5 separate regions of the Mus musculus genome follow, and regions 1, 2, 3 and 4 are each linked to region 5. A link is a contact called in public Hi-C and promoter capture Hi-C data. All regions are on one chromosome and are shown on one strand. The core of a region is the stretch at or near the end of the contact, and the rest is flanking DNA. Distances in the headings are between cores, read along the strand shown.

Region 1 (4,144 bases), core at 666-3,165, 3.0 Mb before region 5:
CTAACTCCATGATGATGCATGGTCGTAACAACGGCAAGAAGCTCATGACTGTGCGAATTGTCAAGCATGCCTTTGAGATCATCCACCTGCTCACTGGTGAGGTAAGGTTTTGTCCTTGATTCATACCAAAGCTTCATGGTATACATGCCAGGTTCATTACCTGGGACACCGCCACCTTGTTTAGGGTTGAAAAGGTTGGGGGTGGATATCAGGCTCACGCCTCCCTTTTCTGCCAGAACCCTCTGCAGGTCCTGGTGAATGCTATCATCAACAGTGGCCCCCGAGAAGACTCAACACGCATTGGGCGGGCCGGTACAGTGAGACGACAGGCTGTGGATGTGTCCCCACTGCGTCGAGTGAATCAGGTGGGTCAGAGGCTTGTGAAGGGGTGGGGTAGGAGCCATCAGCACAAGTGGGTGGGGTCCTGTCTTGCATGTTTTACCAGGAACCTCACTTCCTCCAGGAAACCTTCCTGGATTTCCACTCGGTATGAGGCAGATGGTAGTCCAGCCTTCCCAGTCTGGTTCATCTCATCCCTAGTGTATACTTTCACAACAGGCTTTGTTTTGTTTCTTCTTGATTTGTTTGAGTCTATTTTGTGGTGGTACACGTACCTACCTGTAATTTTAGCTACTTGAAAGGCACAGGGTGGATTGCTTGATACCTGAGTACCATGGGGACATCAAGGGTTCCAGTCAAAAGCATCAAATATTTTGCTGGCAGTTCTTAAGTCTCTTTGTTAGTTGGGGCCCTTGTTTTCTCAGCCCTCTCAGATCAGCTATCTGATAAGGTATCAACTCCCTAAAGTAGTAAGTATATGGTATCTGTTGAGGTGGGTCCCAGGTCACTGGCAGGAGGGACCGTTTGAGGCCTGAGCCCTGTCTGTCTTGTCTAGGCCATCTGGCTGCTGTGCACAGGGGCTCGTGAGGCTGCTTTCCGGAACATCAAGACCATCGCCGAGTGCCTTGCAGATGAGCTCATTAATGCTGCCAAGGTGGGTCAGGGCATACCACTTGGGTTGGGCATTTGGGAGTTTGTCCAGCATTCAGAGCTAACCATCTGTCCTTGCAGGGCTCCTCCAATTCCTATGCCATCAAGAAGAAAGATGAACTGGAGCGTGTGGCCAAGTCTAACCGCTGATTTCCCAGCTGCTGCCTAATAAACTGTGTCCTTTGGAACAACTATACCTTCCTGTGTGCTTGTCTAATCATTTAGGGCATAGGGTACCTCCCATGGTATAGAGGATGCAGCTCACCTCCCTGGCATGGCATTCACCAGTAAACAAAAAGAAAATTGTATTTTCTTAAAGATTTATTATGTAAGTACAGTACACTGTAGCTGTCTCCAGATACTCCAGAAGAGGGAGTCAGATCTCATTATGGATGGGTGTGAGCCACCATATGGTTGCTGGGGACTTGTACTCAGGACCCTCGGAAGTGCAATCAGTGCTCTTAACTGCTGAGCCATCTTTCTAGCCCTGGAACTATTATTTTCATGACGAGTGCCTGCAGAATTGTAGCACCTCAGAACTAGTGCTAGTAAGAGGGTGTAAGCCTGGTGCCCAGGGAAGACCCAACAAGTATTGGGGATGAGGAACTTGTGTTGGTCTGGTCTAGGTGGATCTAGTTTGTTCACTCCCATAGTGTGGTTTGTGTACAGGCTTCAAGTGCCCCTATGGAGACCAGTACTAAAGGCTTTGAAGAGTGGTCCATGGTCTTGTTCTATTAGCAGACAACCCACCCCAGCATCTGTTATAGATCAGACTATTCATGCTAGTAGGAGGGGCCTGGGGGCGGGGCGAGTGGCTAGACTGGTTTAACAGGTATGTGGGAACCTAGAGGGTTGGCCTAAGGTCAGGTGTACTCCTTCAGGGAGGAGCACTTAGCTACCTAGTGGCAGACAAGCCAGAAATTGGGGTCAGAACGGAAGAGACGCTGCAATCCCGCACAAGGAAAGGTGTCTACAGGTGGGTGTCTTGCAAAGTGACCAGAGTCAGTTGTTTCTGTTTGAGGAGTTAGCTCTCATAACCTGAATTTACTACTTTTCTTCTCAGCTATTGGGCACCTCAACGCCGGCTTGGGGGTGCAGTGGTCCAGGTGACAGATTAATATAGTGAGTGTTCCCTGGAGTCTTAATTACTCCGGGACTATTCTTACTCAAGGTTGGAGTTGATCCTCTTGTATCTCTCCAGAGATGTATCCTCTACATCTTTGAAACTGCTTCAGTCTTACCCAGTTTCTCTCTAGACCTTTGGCGACAGTGGGTCCAAACAAGGACTCCCTGCCCTCGCTTTTTTGCTTCCTTAGACCTACTCTGCTCCTCTCTGAAATTTTGTCAGTCTGTCAACAACCTCCAGGTTCCTACCTAAGCTCTTCTCTCCATAGGTCCAGTCTGAATGCCGTGTCCTCGGCTGCCCTGGCTCCGCCGCCACCGAACATCCCAGGGCTCTGGCCCCAGCTCCCCAAGTACCGTCTCTGCTCCTAACTCCCCTAGCAGAGGCGAAGACGAGGATGCAGAAGAGGAGGAGGGCGATGGCACCCCTGGCTCAGGCCCCATTCTGCCCCCTACATCCCCCATGGAATGTCTTATCTGCGTGTCACCCTTCGACGGCATTTTCAAGCTGCCTAAACGCCTGGACTGCGGTCACGTATTCTGTCTCGAGTGCCTGGCACGCCTGTCGCTGGCTACTGCGGGTGGCGGCGATGCAGTGGCTTGCCCCATGTGCCGCGCGCCCACACGCTTGGCCCCGCGCCGGGGGCTGCCCGCTCTGCCCACACAGCCCGGTTTGCTGCCTCGCGATGCGCGCGCGCCACTGCCACGCCAGGGTTCTGTGCGCTTTGACCGACGCCGGGGTCTCCTGTACCTGCGGCCACCACCGCCGTCTCCCGGGCCGCGAAAGAGCCGCACAGTGCGTGCCCCACCGCCTCCACCCCCGCTTCGCCTCGGCCGCCCGCTGTCACGTCGCCTGTCCCTGAGCAGTCCAGCATGGGCTTTCAACGCAGCAGTGGCGCTAGCTGTGCTGGTGGCCGCGGGTCTCGTGGTTTCTGGTGTGTACATCTTTTTCCTCATTCCTCATGTCACCAATTCCGGTGTGCGGCCTCAGACTGTGGCGCTGGCCCCCGAAAATGACTTCTGGGTTTCACCGCGGCCCACGCCAGTGGCGCCCTGGACCCATGCCTGGACACGACGCCCCACAAAGCCTGACCTGGACCTGGACGATACCCTGCCAGAGGCTACCAAGGACACGCCCGAGCTTGAGGAGGCTACCAAAGACCCAGTAGAGACTCAGGGGATCCCGGATTTACCACCAGATCAAACACCAAAGGCAGAGATTGATCTTAACTGGAACCCGAAGGCTCAGGCTGATGGGAAGAAGGTGCAATTGCAGCAATAAATGCCTCCACGCTGCAGGCCCAGTCTCCTGGCCTGAGGGACTTCTGTGTCATCCCGGAAGGCAGTAACAAAATGCATACTAAAGTGCCCATTTCTCGGAATTGGGGACTGGAAAGACATGAACTCTTTCAAACCATGCTACAAGAATCCTCTGAGGACATCTTTAATTCCCGTGACCATCCAGCTAAAGGTACTCTCTCTGGCCATGACCTTAATGAACGGCATACCTTTGTAGGTCTAGATGGGGTGCCCCTGATGTTCATCTCTGTGGAAGTCCAGCCGGCCTCTTCCCCAGTGTCATCTACACAGAACTGTGTCAGGGTCCTTTAGCATTGGTCTTGATGGAAGGCTGTTAGGAGCACTTTAAGTTATACCAGCACAGACCCCTGCTGGAGACACTCCTGGCCAGCTCTGGGGACTGAAGGATCTGATCTACTCATCCTTTGGGCTCGCCGCAGGGGCTTGGGGCACCCATCTGGGTAGCACAAAACAGCTGTTCTGCTCATGCATCCTCCTTCCCACAGCCAGTCTGTAAACTTCAGCACTTGCACACCTGACCAAGATTCCAAATTGGAGGGGCGAATGTGGACTGGCTAGGGCTGGGGAAAGCCTTGACTCCTGAAGACTGGCTCCCAATTGAGATGTCAATTCCAAATTGATCTAGGAACTTCTCTGGACTTCGGTTCCTGGGTCTGATGCAATATGTTGTGGACTAATTGTTGTCATCAAGGCTTAGAGAGCCAAGGCCTCC
Region 2 (4,171 bases), core at 768-3,267, 3.4 Mb after region 5:
GTGTTCTGTGTACTTGGTACCTTAGGAGGTCTGAAAAGGGCGTCAGATCCCCTGCAACTGGAGTCACAGATGGTTGTGAATGCTGTGAATCTAGTCCTCAGCAAGAGTAGTCAGTGTTCTTAACTTCTGAGCCATTTCTCCAGTCCCTGGTTCTTTTTTCATGGGGGAGGGGGTAGTGGGAGAGTCTTCCTATGTATCCCTGGCTGATATGGAAGTCACTGTATAGATCAGGCTGCCCTTGAACTCACATAGATCGCCTGCTTCTGCTTCTCCAGTGTTAGGGTTGACACCAATACATCCAGAGGTTTTGGTTTTTTTGTTTGTTTTGTTCAGGGTCTTGCTTTGTGGCACAGGCTGGGCTGGAAGTCACTAAGTAGGACATAAGCTAGTTTGGAACTTGCTCCAGTCCTCCTGCCTCAGCGTTCTCGGTGCTGGGTTTACATGCGTGCTGGTGGTTGCCACCACTCACTGCGGTCTTACTGCACCCTTTTAACCTCAGCAAATGATTCCAGGTAGAGAAACTAAGGCATTCAGTGGGAACTTGCCTCTGTCAGCGCTTCCTTCACAGAACACACGGTTCAGGCGCGCCCTCTAATGGCAAGGCTTATGCACGGCACTCTGATTCCTTGGCAGCTCAACCCCTTTCCTTCCTAGGATCAACGGTTACTTACTATTAAATTTGATAAATTAACTAGTTTTGAGTCAGGATCTTATTTTGTAGCTCTGGCTGACCTGGAAATCACTCTGTAGGTCATGCTGTCCTCGAACTCACCGAGATCCGCCTGTCTCTGCCTCGTGTGTTGGGATTAAATGTGTGAGCCATTTCGCCTGGCTACTATTAATAGTTCTGTTTTGTATCACACTTCCAAAGGCCTGGGGCCATGGCTCAATAGTAGTGTCTCTGCCTAGAATTCACAGCGTAGGCATGTGCTTGTACACACACACACACACACACACACACACACACACCTCACAACTAGGAAAACATTAAAAAAGATATAGAGGGATTACATATGATGACCTTTGGGCGTGCCCTCTCTCAATACACGAAGACCAAAAGAAAATGGAGAATACGTTGGTAAATGCATGCAAAATTTTAAATGGAGAATTTTTAAAAGTATGAACTCGAAGGAAAGATTTGCAGCCTAATGAAGTGACTAACAGCATCAGCCCTTAAGCATCACTCCAACAAATGGGCGGTAATCAAAAGATGCTCATCTCCTTTTCCTCCCCCTTTTTAATTTAAAAAACCGTTGAATTGCTCATTTCGAAAAAATGGGCAAAGGATATGAGCCAATCTTTGTTAAAAGGAATAGGCAAAGGAAATGAGCAAGAACAAAAAATATATAAGACCATTAAACTATTTCCTTAGCAATCACAGAACTACAAGTTGGAACGGGGTGAAACTGTCCTTCCAGGAAATGAGTCATACTAAGTCATTCATGGGGCCCAGGTCTCGGAACACAGGTGTCCCTTCCTTCAGGAAGCCCGTCCTCACACCCCAGCTGGGTCAGGTGCCCCCTAACACGGGCTCAATGTCCTCTGGGCTCTCCCTTCCCGACCCTGCCCGCTCTGGGTTGTCCCTGTCTGACTGTCCCACTGGACTTTAAGCCACAGCTGTCGGTATCAGTCCCTGCTTGGGATGCAAGTGGGGAATGGCTTAGAATGAGTGAGTCAATGTCTGTGGGCTGAGTCCACCCACGCTTACAGGGAGGGCGTCCTCTGAAATCTCACCTCCCTCCTCTCTCTCTCTCTCTCTCTCTCTCTGTCTCTCTCTCTCTTTGTCTCTGTCTCTCTCTCCTTTCCTCCTTTCCCTCCCCCACCTCCTTTGATCATCACTGAGCCGGATCTGGAGTCTGGGAAGCGCTCAAGAGGGCCTTGGAACACAACTACTTGAAGTCAAAGTCTCCCAGGTACCAAGATGCACAAGCTTCCATCCGCCCCAAACCACAGCGGTCCTCCAGGACCATAGAGAGCAGCGCGAATAGAGTTCCCCGCTCTAACTCCTCCGGGGAGCAGCGAGACGAGCGAAGGGCCAGAGCGGCCGGAAGTGAGTCTAGCAGGAGTTGTGCTGGCTGTGCTGGCGTTGTGTCGCCTCTGTTTCCCCCCGTGGTATTTCCTTCTAGGCATCGGGAAAGACCAGGTGAGTTTTGGCAGTGCTTAGACGCAGAGCTAGGACCGAGAGGGACAGGGTGGAGGTGGATGGAGGCCGGGGATTGATGATTGGCAGCGGAAGAAGCCAATCATTGCGGAGGCTGAGACTAGGCCGGGACTGGGCGAGGCGAAAGCATCCAGGTGTGCCCCTGGGGGCGGGGCCAATTGCCTCTGAGCGAGTGTCGTGCGGGAGTAATAGCAGGTAGGCGGGGCTATAAGACCCGTAGACCAATCCGGAGTGAGAAGGAGGAAAGGGGCGGGCCCACTGGTTGGTCCTCTGGAACCTAACGCTAGCGAACCGGGCAACCTTTTGTGGGATGGGGTGGGGATACCACTGTGAGCCAGAGTTTCCCTCTGGAATATGGAAATGCCTACGACGATGTCGCCACGCCTTTCAGGCCCCAGATGGACCCTGGGAAGGACGAGGAAAGTCGGCCACAGCCCTCAGGACCACCCACCAGGAGGAAGTTTGTTATCCCACTGGAGGAAGAAGAGGTGCCCTGTGCAGGGGTAAGAGCGAAGACTTGGGGGCTCTTGGGAGTTAAAAGGATCCCTGGGACTACGGTGTGAGTTTAGGCTTGGGTTGCTTTGGAAAAATAACCTGCCATGCTCTGCAATCCTCGGTTTGCCCGTTGGTAAAATGGCATGACAGGGTGGTTAAGGGAGAGGCTGGCAGCTGGGCAATGGCCAGTGATAGCTTTTGTTTGTTTAGTTTGGGTCTTCGATTGGGTCACATGTTTCCTGGGCTAGCCTTGAAATTGATGTGTAGCTAGGGTTGGCCTTAAATCCAGTTCCTCCCATCTCCACTTCCCAAGTGCTGAGGTTATAGCAATGGAACATCCTTTTGTTTTTTGTGTGGATGTTTTGCATGCCTGTATGTCTGTGCACTACATGCATGTAGACCTGCAGAGGCCAGAAGTCATTGGCTCCCCTAGACCTGGAATTGAATCCAGATCCTCTTGAAGAGCAGCCAGTGCTCTTAACTGAGAAGGCATCTCTCTGGCCTCTAAAACATGTCTTTGTGCTGTCTGTACACACATGGATGAGTGCTGTGAAGCTCCTGTGAAGGGCAAAAGATAACCCGTGGGACTTGATTTTATCCTTGTACTGTGTAGATCCTCAGGACTGAACTGAGTGAGGTCACGAAGCTGGCAAGTACCTTTACCCACTGAGCCATCTTGCCTGCCCCCCCTTCCTTCTTTCTTTTCTTTTCTTTCTTTTTTTCTTTCTTGAGCCTTGCTATGACCTAAAACTTGCAGCAATCCTCCTGTCTCCATCTCTCAAGTGATAGGAACTTCCAGGTGCATTTCACAACACTAAACTCAGCTATGGGTTTTGTATAAGCAGTATTCTGGGTTTTCAAGTTATGGATTTGGATCTGACCTTTTTCTGTTATTATTTTGCTTTGTTTTTACATTTCTTTATGTAGTGTGGGTTGGGGGTGTACTTGCCAGGGCATTTGTGTGGAGGTCAATTCTCTGCCTCCATCTGGTAACTTTCAGGCTTCAAGCTTAGGTGTCAGGCACCACTGTCCCCTGAGCCGTCTCCTTGGCTCTGGATTTGACATTTAAGAGTTGGAAACTGGCTGTTTGTCTGTCTATCTATCCATCTATCTAAGTTTTTTTGATTTCTCTGTGTAGCCCTGGCTGTTCTGGATCTCACAGAGCTCTGCCTCTCTCTGCTTCCCAAGTGCTAGGATCAAAGGTGTGCGGCCACCACCAAAGGCTAGAAATGGAAGTTTTTGTCCTCTAAGAAAAAGAAATTGGTGATCTAAAGAGATGGCTCAGCACTTAAATGCATTAGTTGCTCTTGCAGAGGACCCAGGTTCAGTTCCCTAACATCCATATGGTGGCTTACAACCGGCTGTAATTCCAGTTCCAGGGGATCCAGTGCCCTCTTTTGACCACTGAGGGCAACCAAGAATGTACATGGTGCATGTATATACATGCAGGCAAAACACTCAATACTAATAAAATAAGAATTTAAAAGGAAACATGGAAGCTGGTTAGATGAGGCA
Region 3 (4,170 bases), core at 41-2,540, 3.6 Mb after region 5:
CAGGTCGACCGGCACAACCGTGGGCTCGGGCTCAGGCTCCGAGTCGGTCTCCGCCGCCTCCCCGGCCACACGCAGCCCCGTGGGACGGCCGCGCGTAGGGCCCGAGGGACCCAGGTATAGTTCCTCCTCGGACGAGGATGCAGACAGCTCCGAGTCGGTCTCCGCAGCTTCCCCAGGTACCACTGTCCCCGGCCTTCTCCGCCGACCCTGGGATGACTCCATGGCACGGAGCTGGAGAAGAGGAATTGAGCGGACGTGAGGTCCCGAGTCCCAGCCCCTTCACCGCCATCCCCAGCGAGTCCTGACTTGGGCCTCAGTTTCCTCGTGTACACATGGGTTGGAATTGTGCACCTCTGTATCATTTGTGTGCACACCGGGGACATCAAGGACCGTCCAGGCAAAGCCTTAGAACTAGGTCACACGAGATGGCTCAGCTGGGAAAAGGCACTTGCAATCAAACCTGACGCCAAGAGTTCGAACCCAGGGACCCACATGGTGGAAGAAGCGAACTGAGGCCCGTACAGTTGTCCTCTGAGCTCTACACGCGTGCTAGAGACGCACGCGTATATATACATTAACTAATATAAAATAATAATAATGACTTTAATTCCCAGCACCGGAGGAGAGGCAGGAAGATCTCTGTGAGTTCGAGATCAGCCTGATCCTCAATAGTGCCAGGCCATCCAACATTACATACATAGTGAGAACTTGTCTCAAAATAATACTGACAATAATAAAGTAAGTTTTAAAAGCTTTGTAACCAAGAGTTCCCAGAGTCCCACCAGCACAGGCCACACCCTCCACTGTCCTCCTGGCCAGCGAGCACTTGGCCGCAATAGGCACCAGGGCAAACAGAAAGGACAGCCGCCCGAGGGGACCCTTAACAAGAGCCACCGACACCAGAGTCCCGGAAGGAAGGCCATACCGGGTCTCCGAGGCTCCGAGCCCAAGGGGTCCGCTGCCTGGCGGAAGTGAGCCGGTCTCTCGCAGCGTCACGTGAGCCGAGTTATGGCCAATAGGAAAGCGGTTAGACAAGTCGCTTCCGTAGTGTGGGTTTATTTATTTATTTGCTTATGTATTTAGGAAAATTCCGTTTGACGCGTAAATTTATTTTTTTTAATCTTGGACCCTCACAGGAATCAGAGACTCAGCCAATTGGATGTCCGAAGACTCGGGAGCAGGGAGGGAAGCGAAGAAAGGGCGGAAGATGTTAACAGCGCGGCCAAGGAAGGGGCTCGGTGGACCCGCCTCCTGGCTTTCAAGAAGCAGGCGGAGCTAAATAGGATCACCAATCAGATCGGGCCTACCTCCCGAGCTGACCAATGGGAGCCGGAAGCGTTGGCCAGGCGTGAGGGTCGCGAGGCGGCGTATGGCGGACGCGGTGCTATTCGAGTTTCTGCACACCGAGATGGTGGCGGAGCTGTGGGCCCCGGACCCGGACCCAGGCTCGGGGGTGAGCGGCACGCCGTGGCCTCGGGGTGGAGAAGTGGGGTGTGATCGAGCCTTATGGCAGGTCATTGCTGAGGCGGAGCGAGATGACTTGGGTCAAGGCGCTCAGTTCTAGGCCTCGTCCTGGGGCGCCGTTGATAATTAGGGTAATTGGCTGTTATTGGGCTCAGATGAGGGCTCGCCTCACCACCCACTTAGTATGCAACTCAACATCTTTAATCTTCCTATCCTTCCGTTTCCTCCTTAGAAAATGCACCCTCAACCATACCCGGTCTCATCTGTCCCCTCTGCCTGTGTGCTGGATAAAGTGCGTGCTGATCGCGCTACACCCCAGCACACAGTGAGTTTTTTAGTATGGATTTGCCCCTGTAATGAGTAAAGACCCCACCCGGTAATGTGGAAGGTGGCGCTGGGATCACTGAAATATTGTAATCAATAATAGTTACCACCACTTATGTGTTCCTTTGTGCCTTCCTGTGTGTCATACTCCCATCCACCTCCCATTGTCTTCCTTCTCATCCTAGGGAGGTCATGAAGAAGCTGCTTTGTGCAGAGGCACATGCTCTGGGAAGGAGGGAGCCTGCTTCCTCTCTGCTCTGTGTCACCTTGACTCTAATAAAGAGATTAAAATAGCTTTCTGTGAGCCTGCACAGATATGAGCTTGCCCAGGGCTCTCCTCGTAGCTCCTAACTGCTGCCACCGACTGTGTCCGTACTGGGGGCCCTACAGCTGAGGTAATAGAGTTAGTGGGAGTGTGGCCCGATCATCAGGTCTCAGGAGCCTCCCTGATTTTTTGGGAGGGTGGGGGTGGGGGGGTTCGAAACAGGGTTTCTCTGTGTAGCCCTGGCTGTCCTGGAACTCACTCTGTAGACCAGGCTAGCCTCAACTCAGAAATTCACCTGCCTCTGCCTCCCAAGTGCTGGGATTAAAGGCGTGTGCCACCACGCCCGGCTGCCTCCCTGATTTTATAGGCTACATGGCAGTTTGAACTTCCATGACTGTGTGGGAGTTCAAGACCTGCTGCAGAGACTGCTCTGCTCTCTCTTTTCTTCCCTGAGTATCCCTACGCCAACCCGACTCTTGAAGCAGGTTTTCACTGTATGACCCAAGCTGGCTTCTGGTGATCCTCCTGCCTCTGCCTGAAAAGTACTAGGATTATGGGCCCTCCCGTGTCTGGTTTGCACATTGCGCCTCCAGTGTGGTACAGTCAGCCTCTGCATCCCAGAGTGCTGCATCAGTGGTGGCGCACGCCTTTAATCCCAGCACTTGGGAGGCAGAGGCAGGCGGATTTTTGAGTTTGAGGCCAGCCTAGTCTATAGAGTGAATTCCAGGACAGCCAGGGCTATACAGAGAAACCGTGTCTTAAAAAAAAAAAAAAAAAAAAACAACAAAGGATATCTCATCTCACTTATATACTGTTCCACTCTCACACATGCGATCCTGCTGCCTGCACTTCCCAAGGGCTGGAATTGGATGCAGAGATGTCGTTTTAGTTAATTTAGTTAATTAATACGTCTCTAGTGATTATTTACAAACTTTAAAATTTTTTTCTAAACAGTATGGTATAACTATATAGTAATTACATTGTATTAGCATTATAATCATCTAGAAAGGATTTATAGTCTATAAGAAAGCTAGGGTTTGGCTCAGCAGTGCAGCTCCTGCCTAGAATCCCCCAGTGAGGGGCTGGGGTTGTAGTTCAGTGGTAGAGCCCCTGCCTAGAATCCTTCAGTGAGGAGTTGTGGGTGTGGCTCAGCAAAATAGCACCTGCTTAGAATGGCACAGGGATGAGCTAGGTTTTATCCTTAACACAACAAAATAAAGCAAGATCTGTGGGAGAATGTGTGTGGGCTATTATGTAAACACTTCATTTCATAAAAGGACTTTTGCAATTTTACCTGTAGAGGTCAAGTGCTCAGGTCTTTAGAACAACACCTGAGGCAAATGACTTGTCTTGGATTTTCAGGACTGGGGTTTTGGAATCTTCACAGGCCCCGGGGAGAATCAAAAAAATATACTCAGCCCCTCGCCTCCAGAATTCGTCCCTGGGTAGAGGCCTGCCTGACCCAACTGATCGTTGCTTTTTTTTTTTTTTTTTCTTTTCGAGACAGGGCTTCTCTTGTGTAGCCCTGGCTGTCCTGGAACTCACTCTGTAGACCAGGCTGGCCTAGAACTCAGAAATCCGCCTGCCTCTGCCTCCTGAGTGCTAGGATTAAAGGCGTGCGCCAACACTGCCTGGCCCTGATCTTTGCTTTTTATTGTATGTCACATGTCCCAGCACAGATCACATTTCTCCCAGCATGCTCTCTTTATATATTGCCTGGTTTTCCCACCCATGATCACGTGATCATGATCCTACCGGTCAGCCCTAGAAACAGAGTGACTGGCCACTCTGCTCTTAGGGGTCAGTAGGGTCCCTGCTTTGTCTCCTCCAGGAATATAAGAGACTCAAAATATCCAAGAACCTTTGGAGGCTCTGCTGTCCCCATGTCAGTAAGATGTCTGGGGTAGGGGCTTCTTCCTCTGCCCACCGTCCCTGCCTTCCCCCCCCCTGCATTCTATTGTCCTCTCACCCCTGACCCTGCCACTCCAGTCCTTTCAGGTCAGCAGATACTTAATTGATCCTTGCCCAGGGACAGGCAGAGGGAGGCCAGCACTGACCTCAGCTGTGTCTCTGTCACCATCACTGTGAGGAGGTAGTGCCCGTGTGGGAAAGTGAGG
Region 4 (4,245 bases), core at 552-3,051, 3.0 Mb after region 5:
GACTGAACTCAGGTCACAAGCTTAGTGGCAAGCGCCTTTCACCCATTGGGCCATCTCAACAGTCCCTTGAGTCCTCCCTCCCTCCCTCCCTTCTCTTTTTTTTCCTCTTTACCGGAGATTGAACCTAGGGCTCTATAGTTCTGGTCACCCATGGGTTCCCTTCCATCTTGTGAGACTAGGAACTACTAGGTCTGAGTTTTGATAGATTTTAAACTTTGGGCTCCCTATCACAAAACGGTTAGGGGAAAAAAAAGTATAAGCCAGCATCGGGGAGTAGCAGCACCCCTTTAATCCCAGAACTCCAGAGTCAGAAGCAGGTGGACCCAGCTGCAAGATCCTCTCAACCACGGCACCAGCACCCACATGCATATACATAATTAAAACCCAATCTTAGGCCGGTGGTAGTGTGGCTGGCCTTTAATAAGTCCCCAAACTCTTGAGGCAGGCCGATCTCAGTGATTTCGGGGTCATCCTCCACCACAGCGCTAGTTCCAGGACAATCAAGGTTACAAAAACAAACAAACAAAAAACCCCGTATCTCAAAAACAAAAAGGAACCAACCACACACACCCACACCAAAAAGAAAAAAAAAAGAAAAAGAAATTTTCTCCCTTTTATGTATATGAGTGTTTTGCCTGCTTGTATGTTTGTCCACCATGTCCATGCCTGGTGCCAGCAGAGGGCAACAGTGCTGGAGCTAAGGATGGTTATGAGCCCCCGCCTTTGGATACAGAGATCCTAACTCTGGTGTTCCCGGGAGAGATGGTAACTGCTGAGCTCCAGCCCTCCCTCTCTGCTTCGGGTCTTAATACAAATGTCATCTTTTCCTTATGTGTAATGTCCGCACATATCCTGTCTTTTTTCTAGCCTCGCTGGTGACTGCAGAGATACTGCTGCATGTTCAATGCCAGCTTGGGATACTTAGTAAGATGCCCTCAGAAACAATTTTTTGGTAGTGAACACAATTTGCCTTTTATATGGATATGTGAGAGCTTATGTGTAACTGTCGGAAAGATGAACGAAGCGCCGTTTACCCAATGACCTTGAAACTGCGGGCACTGAAAATTTTCACCCTGCCATCCGGCCATCCAGTTCATTCAAGTGGTGCTCTCGAATCACTCCTGCTCTGCGCTTTTCTAGGATCGCCATCCCCACCCTTCAAGAAATTCCTGCCTTTGAACTCCCTCTCCGAGCCATGACGTCAAATTGTGGACAGGGGGCCTCCCAGGCACCATTGGGAGGTTGCTGGGTTGCTATGGTTACCGCCTCTGCATGGGCGGGGAATATTTCCAGGTGCCCCGCCTCAGTCCGTAGGAGGTAGTTTCCGAGTGGTCCTGCGCAGAGGAGGGATTGGGCGTGGGCAAGGTTTCCTAACGCCCCCAGCCCCCACCCACGCAGTTGTCATGGAAATGAAGCTCTTCTCCCCTTTCTCAAAATAAGACTTTGCTTAGTAGGCTAAAGGACTACTCAAAGGGAAGAAACTCCGCTTGGTCCTAGCGCTCTCTTCAGCATCTCTCTCTCTACTGCGCCCGCACTGGGATTTAGTCCTGGGTACCATCGCAGGCAAGGTGCCAGTGACACGCATGCGCGCTGTAGGTTTGCACATGCGCAATTGAGCACCAGAGCCCAGGGAACCTACTTCAGCGCTAAATGTGCGGCTGCGCAGCTGTGTCCTTCTGGTAAAGCAAGGCGACGGGAAGTTCTGCGCTTGCGCAGTGCTGGGAGACACGGCTCAGAGAACGCAGCTCTGTCAGGGTATCTGGAGACCGCGTTCGCCCGGCGCGCATGCGTCTTGGCTCTCAATGCTACTGGGGGCGGGGCCCAGAGGGGGAGGGAGAAGTAGGGGGGGAGGGAAGAGGCCGCAGAAGCCGAAGCCCTGACCCACCGGCAGGCAGGGGCTGCGGCGGCACGGTGAGTGACCCGCGGCCCAACTGGGGTCCCCATCCTCTGTGCTCCATCACTCTTCCTGGAGTCCAAAAAAAGCCTCGGGGGTCCCCCCTCTTATCTCGGACCCCCGTTATCTCCACAACTCCCCTTCTTTCCCCAGCAATCCCAGCACCCCCATAATCCCTGCAGACCCTCAGCTTTAATATTTTGCCGTCTTAACTAGAAGGTTCCATTTCATCTTTATTCTTGGACATCCTCTCTCAGGGACCCTAGAACTGACACCCACTACCCTGGGAACCCCCAGCGCTCCTCTCTGATCTGGATGCCCCGTCTGCTGCATTGCCCAGTTGGCATCACTTCCCAGCATCATGCATGTTCGACCCCCTGGGCATCCCCGTTACTCTTGCCCTGTCCTGTTCTACTGCGCCCCCGTTCTCCTCTAACTCCTGCTGTGGCACCCTTTTCCCTTCCACTTTTGCTCATTTCCCTCCATCCTTCCAGACCGTCCGTCCCCCCAGTACCCATCAACTCCTCCGCGAGGCACTAGCGGCCGCGTGAAGCACAAGATGGGCACTGGGCGGGTGTCACCTACGAGGAAGCACCTTTGATTGCATTCAGCACCTCGCCGCTCCCATCACCACTTTTGCACAGGGGACCAGAGGAGCCCGTGTCGGGGCGACACGGGGACACCGAGCCACCGCCAGCGCTGTTCGCCCTTTGCCCGCAGAGCCGGCGCCCCCCATGCGCCAGGCAGCCGATCGGTGGCGTCTGGGGGCGCCATGGCCTCGGCGACCGCGGCGGCGGCGCCGGGCGAAGCGGAGGAGACCACCCGACTCCGCAAGCCGCGCTTCTCCTTCGAGGAGAACCAGATCCTGATCCGAGAGGTGCGCGCCCACTACCCTCAGCTCTACGGCGCGCAGAGCCGTCGGGTGAGCGTGGCCGAGCGGCGGCGAGTGTGGGACAGCATCGCCACCAAAATCAACGGCATCACCAGCTGGAAACGCACGGGCCAGGAGGTTCAGAAGCGTTGGAACGACTTCAAGCGCCGCACCAAGGAGAAGCTGGCCCGCGTGCCGCATTCCACGCAGGGCGCGGGGCCCGCCGCTGAGGACGCCTTCTCTGCGGAGGAGGAGACTATTTTCGCCATCCTGGGACCGGGTGTGGCGGGGCCGGGGGCTGGCTCTGGGGCTGAGGAGTCCCGGGCAGCCGCCTCTTCACAGCCGCAGGCTTCGACCGCTAGTACACAACGGTATGTGTTGTCAGAGGACCGCAGGCAGGATCGACGGGCAGGTGAGTCCCAAAGCCAGTTTCTTTAACAACTACCAGCACTCCTGAAGCCTACAGTGCGTTGTTCACGCCCAGATCGGTCAGGCGTGTTTACCACATTTTTGCTAAAAAGTAGGAGGTCAGTGCTGTCAGGCCCATTATGGAGCTGGGGCTTTAAGGTCAGAGAAAGGAAAGACTTAGATGTGGTGCCAACAGGCCTGTAATTCTCCTGCTTGGGAGTTGAAGGCAGAAGAAACGGGAGTTCAAGGCTAGCCTGTGCTACAGGAGGCTTGGCTTAAAAGGGTGAGGAAGGGCGGGCTGGGGATGTCCTGGTGGTTGAGTACTTCCCAGCTTTCAGGGGTTCCAGGGTCAGATTTTGACTGCATAGACCCATGTGGTAGCACATGATTTGGAGTCTCAACACCTGCGTTATCCTTAGGTGCATAGTGTGTTAGAGGCAAATCTGAGCTCTGTGAGAACCTGCCTTCCAAAAATAATAATGTAGAAAACAGAAAAGGAAGTGGATTGTCTCTGGTGGTTCTACAGCCACTTGGTGACCATCAGAGTCGTAGACGTGGAACCGGTCCTGGGATGCCTGGCTCAGCTGGAATTGGCGATTTCAGTAGGTGGGTGGGATTGGTCTTTCTTCCCAGCTACTGTGGAGGTCTGAGGTAGGAGAATCTGGGAGCCCAGGGCCTACCTTGGGCTGTATGCACTAAGTACCAGTGTCAGTCTTTTGGAGACCCTGCCGCAAACCAATGGAGAAAGGGCAGGTTAATAATGCTAGGTCACTGGGCCAGTGTGCCTGGGGCTCAAGGGTTTGTTCCAGGCCTGAAAGTAAATGGAGAGAGAGCTGGGGTGTGGGGAGAGTTCTGTGCAAGGCAGCGCCTAGAGGCAGAGTCCAGTCTGAGTGTTAGCCACATTATTGTCATCTCAGTAAATTCATGTATACTCACTTCTGAAAAGTAGGTTTTCCCCTAGGAGAGATCCTGCGAACACTGGGTGAAGTGACCCAGGCAAACTGCTTGCTCCAGCCTCTTGAGTGCATGGCTAGCTTAAGGAATGGTCACCAGTGGGCGGTCCATACTGCTT
Region 5 (4,490 bases), core at 461-2,960:
CCTGCTGGACCAGGCACTGGCTTGTTTTCAGTACCTGCTGAACCAGGCTTCCCATTTTAAGTGTTTTTCTGCCTCCTTGGTGAAAACCCCACTCAGCAAAGCAATCCCTAACTTGCCCTTATTTTCATGTCCCAGCAGGTCCCAGCCCAAGTTCTGCTGGAGTAAAGCCATCTTGCCAAGACATGTTTCCTTCCTCCTGGCTAAAAGAGATCCTCTTGTTCTCTCTGTTTTGAGACAAGGTCTCATTGTGTAGGCCTGGCTGTCCTGGAGCTCACTATGTAGACCAGGCTGGCCTGCAACTCAGAGAAATTAACGTTGTGGGTTATCATGCTTGCTATCATATTCTTTGGGGAAGGGGGACAAAAAAAAAAAAAGCTGAATGATACAGCTCAATAAAACCAAACAAAAATGAACAACAGGTCACCTTTCTTAATCATCTCAAGCTTGTTTCAAAGCCATTCAAAGTAATTCTTTATACTAAAGACTGCCCCTTCTAGTCTCCAGTGGTAAAGCATACCTTTATTTCCAGCACTCAGGAGGCAGAGGCAAGCAGATCTAAGTTTGAGGCCAATATGGTATACATGGTAAGACTGTGGTGATGAACCACACCCAGCACTGACTCGGGGAGGCAGGGACAGGTGGATTTCTGAGTTCAAGGCCAGCCTGGTCTACAGAGTGAGTTCCAGGACAGCCAGGGATACACAGAGAAACCCTGTCTCGATCCCCCCTCCCCTCCAAACTTGTGATCAAGACTGTTTCCAAAATGAGAGAGAGAGAAAGAGAGAGAGAGTGTGTGTGTGTGCTTTGCTTTAAATTATGTCATCAATGCAGATCTCACGGGTGCAAGACTCAGAGAACCACCAGCACACAACTTCATAAGAGCACTCCTCACCTTTTCTCTTGAATCCTGTGTCCACGAAGAAGAGCTTTTCGTTTGGGGCCTCTGCCAACAAGCCACTGAAGGATAAAAATGCAGACTATTTGCCAAAGTAATGCTGGAAAGATAACAGACCCTTAGGGGTCTAACTTTTTGGGCCCATCCCAACTCTTCCTCAAACCATGGGCTACACCTGGAGCTTTCACACAGAATTTAAAATGTACCACGATGGGGTGAACGTACTTTATTCTCTTTCACTTGAAATTCAAACTCTGTAGCAAAAGGTTTTAATGCCAGCACTCCGGCGGCAGAGGAAACTTGAGTTCGGAGCCAGGCTTGTCTACATACCGAGTGCCAGGTCGTCCTACATAGTGAGGCCCTGTTTCAAATTTTAAAAAAAACTAGGGGAAAACTTAAACTTTGTTGGGATTTTCGCACGCTTATTTGTTAAAGATACTATTGATAGGTCTCCCACACCGAGCCGGGATGCCCGGTCCGTCTAGCACCAGGTCGCAAAGCGCACGGCCACGCCACCGGAAGTCCCGCCCCACGTACCCGGTCGTGCGCTCCTGTAGCCGGACGTCTTCCAGGAACTGGTCGACCTCTAACCCCAGCGGCTCCTCGGCGAGCCTCCTCCAGCCGCGCTTCTTGTTTCTGGGGCCCCGCCGCCGCCGCCTCAGAGCGGGATCCACCGAGGTCGGCCGCAGCCCCAGGAAGCCAGAGTCCGCCTGGCTTCTCGAGCCGCGCTTCTCACCGTCCCTGTTACCACCCGCAGCCATCTTCTTAAAGGAAGAGCTTAGTCGCTCTAACTCCGATATCCGGTTTGGAACGTGCGCGTCTCGAGTGACGTAATATGACGCACTTCCTGTTTGCGACCATCTTGATAAAGCGTAGTTTTTACATAGAGAGTTTTACGTCTTGGCAAAAGGATAAATCATCACGTTCAGTCTCTTCTTATTTTAAAAATGTTCGAGCCGGGCGTGGTGACGCACGCCTTTAATCCCAGCACTCGGGAGGCAGAGGCAGGTGGATTTCTGAGTTCGAGGCCAGCCTGGTCTACAGACTGAGTTCCAGGACAGCCAGGGCTACACAGAGAAACCCTGTCTTGAAAAAACAAAACAACAACAACAAAAGGCAGGGTTTCTTTGTGTAGCCTAGCTGTCTGTTAACTCACTCTGTAGACCAGGCTGACCTCGAATTCAGAGATTCGACCTGCAATTTCGGGTTGGTAGGGAGTAGGCTATGTGGATTCTTGGTTCTCACTCTGAGTAATTTACCTTACCCGGTATCATAAAATTTTACTCAAACCATTTTGTTAGTTATACAAGTTTTTTGTTTGCTTGCTTGCTTGCTTGCTTTCTTGGTTTGGTTTTTCGGGAGAGGGTTTCTCTGTATAACCCTGGCTGTCCTGGAACTCACTCTGTAGACCAGTTTCATACGTGCCTTGCCATTTTTGCTTCCCTTTGCCTTCTCACTCCTACTGAACTACCCTTCTTTCCCCCAAATGCCCTCCTCCCTTGTGTCTTTGTAGTTTTGTGACGTACTGGATTTACTAGGATTTTTTGTACCAGCAATGAGTGAAGAGTTAGTTACTAGATCAGAGGCAACTGACCAGTGTGTATGCCATTGAAGGACACCCCTCCTTCCCAAATAGTAACTGCCAAGGGACGGAGTCCAGTCAAATTTTCTTTAACTCTTTTTATTAAAGAAGATGCTGGGTGTGGGGCTGCCAAGATACCTCAGTAGAGAAAGGCTGTTGCTGCCAAGCCTCAGATTAATCCTCATAACCCATATGTTGGAAAAAGCCAATACCTGCAAGCTGTTTGTTCTTGACCTTCACAAGGTATGCTGTGGTGGCATATATGCTTACACGCCGTTATGAAATATAATGTGGCAAGGGAGTATTTTTGGAGGGCCTGGCCAAGGTGTACCCCTGAGAAGTTACACCATAAAACAGACCTAGTGTAAAGGTTTATTGGGGGGAACGCAAGAGTACTGTGGGACTTGGTGAAGGGACAGAGGCAGACAAGTGGACAGATAGACAGGCAGACAGATGGGGGGCAGAATCATGAGGGCAGAGAGAGGGGACAGAGAAGGAGAGGGAACATTGGTGGTGGAGATCAGAGAGAGAGAGCTGGGGTGGCAGGTGGGTCCTTACATCTACTGGTACATCTGGCTGCCGTAGGTCATGATGTAAGCACTGGCTGGGTCCCTGAAAGCAGGCCAATGGAATTGCCTGTATAAAACACACACACACACACACACACACACACTCTAAAAGAAAAAAAAATAGCTGGGTAGTGCTGTTCATTTTTAACCTTACCTACCTACTCAAGAGGCACTGAGGCAGGAGGATGGCAAGTTCATAGGCCACCCTGGACAGCAGAATGAGTTTAGGGTAGAGAGACTGTCTCAAAATGAAAAACAAGGGTTGGGGAATGGCTCAGTGGGTAAGAGAGCTTTCTGGGCAAACAATAAAGACCTGAATTTAAGTTCCCAAAACTTAACAAAAAAAAGGCTGAGTAATTGGCCTGGAGAGATTATTCAGCGGTTAAACTTATCATTAAAAGCTGAGTATGTGGCCTGAAGAGATGTTAAAAGCACTGGCTGCTCTTCCAGAGGACCCTGTTTCAATCTCCAGACCCCATCACATCTGTGATCCACAGACCTGTGCATGCATGAACTCAGTTTTAAAGGTCCAAATCTAGAATATTGGTGCCTAGCATCCAAGTGCCAGCCAACTATCACTGCCTCCACACCCATCCCCCATCCCCAGGCCCCTGGAAAGTGGTAGTCATCCAAAGAGATCTACAAAGGGTTTTGTTTTCAGGTCATGCAAAAGGTGGGAAACTGAGCCCCGTGTAAGCAGGGCAAGTACTGTTAACTACAGCCCTAGCCACACCACACCTTTATCTTTCGATACAGGGTTTCTCGGTGTAGCCCTAGCTGTCCTGGAACTCACTCTGTAGACCAGGCTGCCCTCCAGTTCACAGATCCACCACCTGCCTCTGCCTCTGTTCTGGGATTAATGACTTGAGCACACACTGCTCCCCACCCCCGCCCCAGGCTCAGATTGGCATGCTGGAATTAAAATGGACTCCTAAAGGGGGAGGGGGTGGGGAGGCACGGGGAGGGAACATGTCTCCCCGGGGTCAAAGTAGAACTCAGCTCATCCCTGGGCAGGATATTGAGGTGATGGCCTGGCCTGAGTCACTACCTTTCCACCAGAGGGCGCCCAGGGCTGCGGAGCAGGGCGTGCGTGGGCGGGAGATTCTCCAGGCCAAAGTGTCTCGGGCGCACCGGGTGTGGGCTGGATCAGTGTCCTGTGCACTCTCACACTAATCCCTCCTCCTCCAGGACCCAGTGGTCTCGGGCTACAGGATCTGCTCTGGTGCATTCGATTCGTGTCAGTGCGCGTTGGAAGGTGCTTTGGAGACTAAGGGCAAACTGTACACAAACTGGCACTGGTCCTCGTCCACGCCCAGAACTGGGTTCCCAGGCCCCAAGGCGGAAAGCGGGAGGGAGGGGTGTCCCAAGGGTGGGGAGGGCCCTGAGTAACTTTTCTTCGGAAAATATGCAGGACTGGCCCCCAGCCCGAGACTGAGTCAGCGCA

What was found. Promoter capture Hi-C pulls out the DNA fragments that hold promoters and counts their contacts. A called contact is a pair of places that touch in the nucleus more often than the background predicts.
Region 1: a promoter capture Hi-C map of maxillary cranial neural crest shows a contact between it and region 5. The contact joins the promoter of Rnf225 here to the promoter of Nop53 in region 5. A contact is called at or near these places in 4 of 39 promoter capture datasets (cranial neural crest, frontonasal cranial neural crest, maxillary cranial neural crest and 1 more).
Region 2: a promoter capture Hi-C map of pre-B cells shows a contact between it and region 5. The contact joins the promoter of Ercc1 here to the promoter of Nop53 in region 5. A contact is called at or near these places in 3 of 39 promoter capture datasets (maxillary cranial neural crest, pre-B cells and second pharyngeal arch cranial neural crest).
Region 3: a contact with region 5 is called in a Hi-C map of B cells, with 7 read pairs. The contact joins the promoter of Trappc6a here to the promoter of Nop53 in region 5. A contact is called at or near these places in 1 of 39 promoter capture datasets (frontonasal cranial neural crest) and 1 of 484 Hi-C or Micro-C datasets (B cells).
Region 4: a Hi-C map of B cells shows a contact between it and region 5, with 9 read pairs. The contact joins the promoter of Mypop here to the promoter of Nop53 in region 5. A contact is called at or near these places in 1 of 39 promoter capture datasets (cranial neural crest) and 1 of 484 Hi-C or Micro-C datasets (B cells).

The regions. Positions count from the first base shown.
Region 1 is chr7:12,925,501-12,929,644 of GRCm38.p6, forward strand. Rnf225 (ring finger protein 225) reads left to right here and starts at 1,916. Exons shown (of 2, transcript NM_029809.2): 1 at 1,916-1,966; 2 at 2,385-4,144. The coding sequence starts at 2,396. The coding sequence ends at 3,394. Rps5 (ribosomal protein S5) reads left to right here. Exons shown (of 6, transcript NM_009095.2): 3 at 1-101; 4 at 237-365; 5 at 896-994; 6 at 1,072-1,186. The coding sequence ends at 1,140.
Region 2 is chr7:19,343,054-19,347,224 of GRCm38.p6, forward strand. Ercc1 (excision repair cross-complementing rodent repair deficiency, complementation group 1) reads left to right here and starts at 2,018. Exons shown (of 10, transcript NM_007948.2): 1 at 2,018-2,143; 2 at 2,553-2,664. The coding sequence starts at 2,560.
Region 3 is chr7:19,507,380-19,511,549 of GRCm38.p6, forward strand. Trappc6a (trafficking protein particle complex 6A) reads left to right here and starts at 1,291. Exons shown (of 6, transcript NM_025960.4): 1 at 1,291-1,453. The coding sequence starts at 1,370. Bloc1s3 (biogenesis of lysosomal organelles complex-1, subunit 3) reads right to left here and starts at 991. Exons shown (of 2, transcript NM_177692.4): 1 at 926-991; 2 at 1-231. The coding sequence starts at 222.
Region 4 is chr7:18,989,444-18,993,688 of GRCm38.p6, forward strand. Mypop (Myb-related transcription factor, partner of profilin) reads left to right here and starts at 1,802. Exons shown (of 3, transcript NM_145579.3): 1 at 1,802-1,911; 2 at 2,389-3,177. The coding sequence starts at 2,667.
Region 5 is chr7:15,944,398-15,948,887 of GRCm38.p6, forward strand. It overlaps Nop53 (NOP53 ribosome biogenesis factor), which reads right to left and starts at 1,711. Exons shown (of 13, transcript NM_133831.3): 1 at 1,433-1,711; 2 at 893-957. The coding sequence starts at 1,656. It overlaps Gm24576 (a long non-coding RNA gene), which reads left to right and starts at 1,696. Exons shown (of 2, transcript XR_391165.4): 1 at 1,696-1,903; 2 at 2,064-3,393. It also overlaps a transcript of Ehd2 not described here.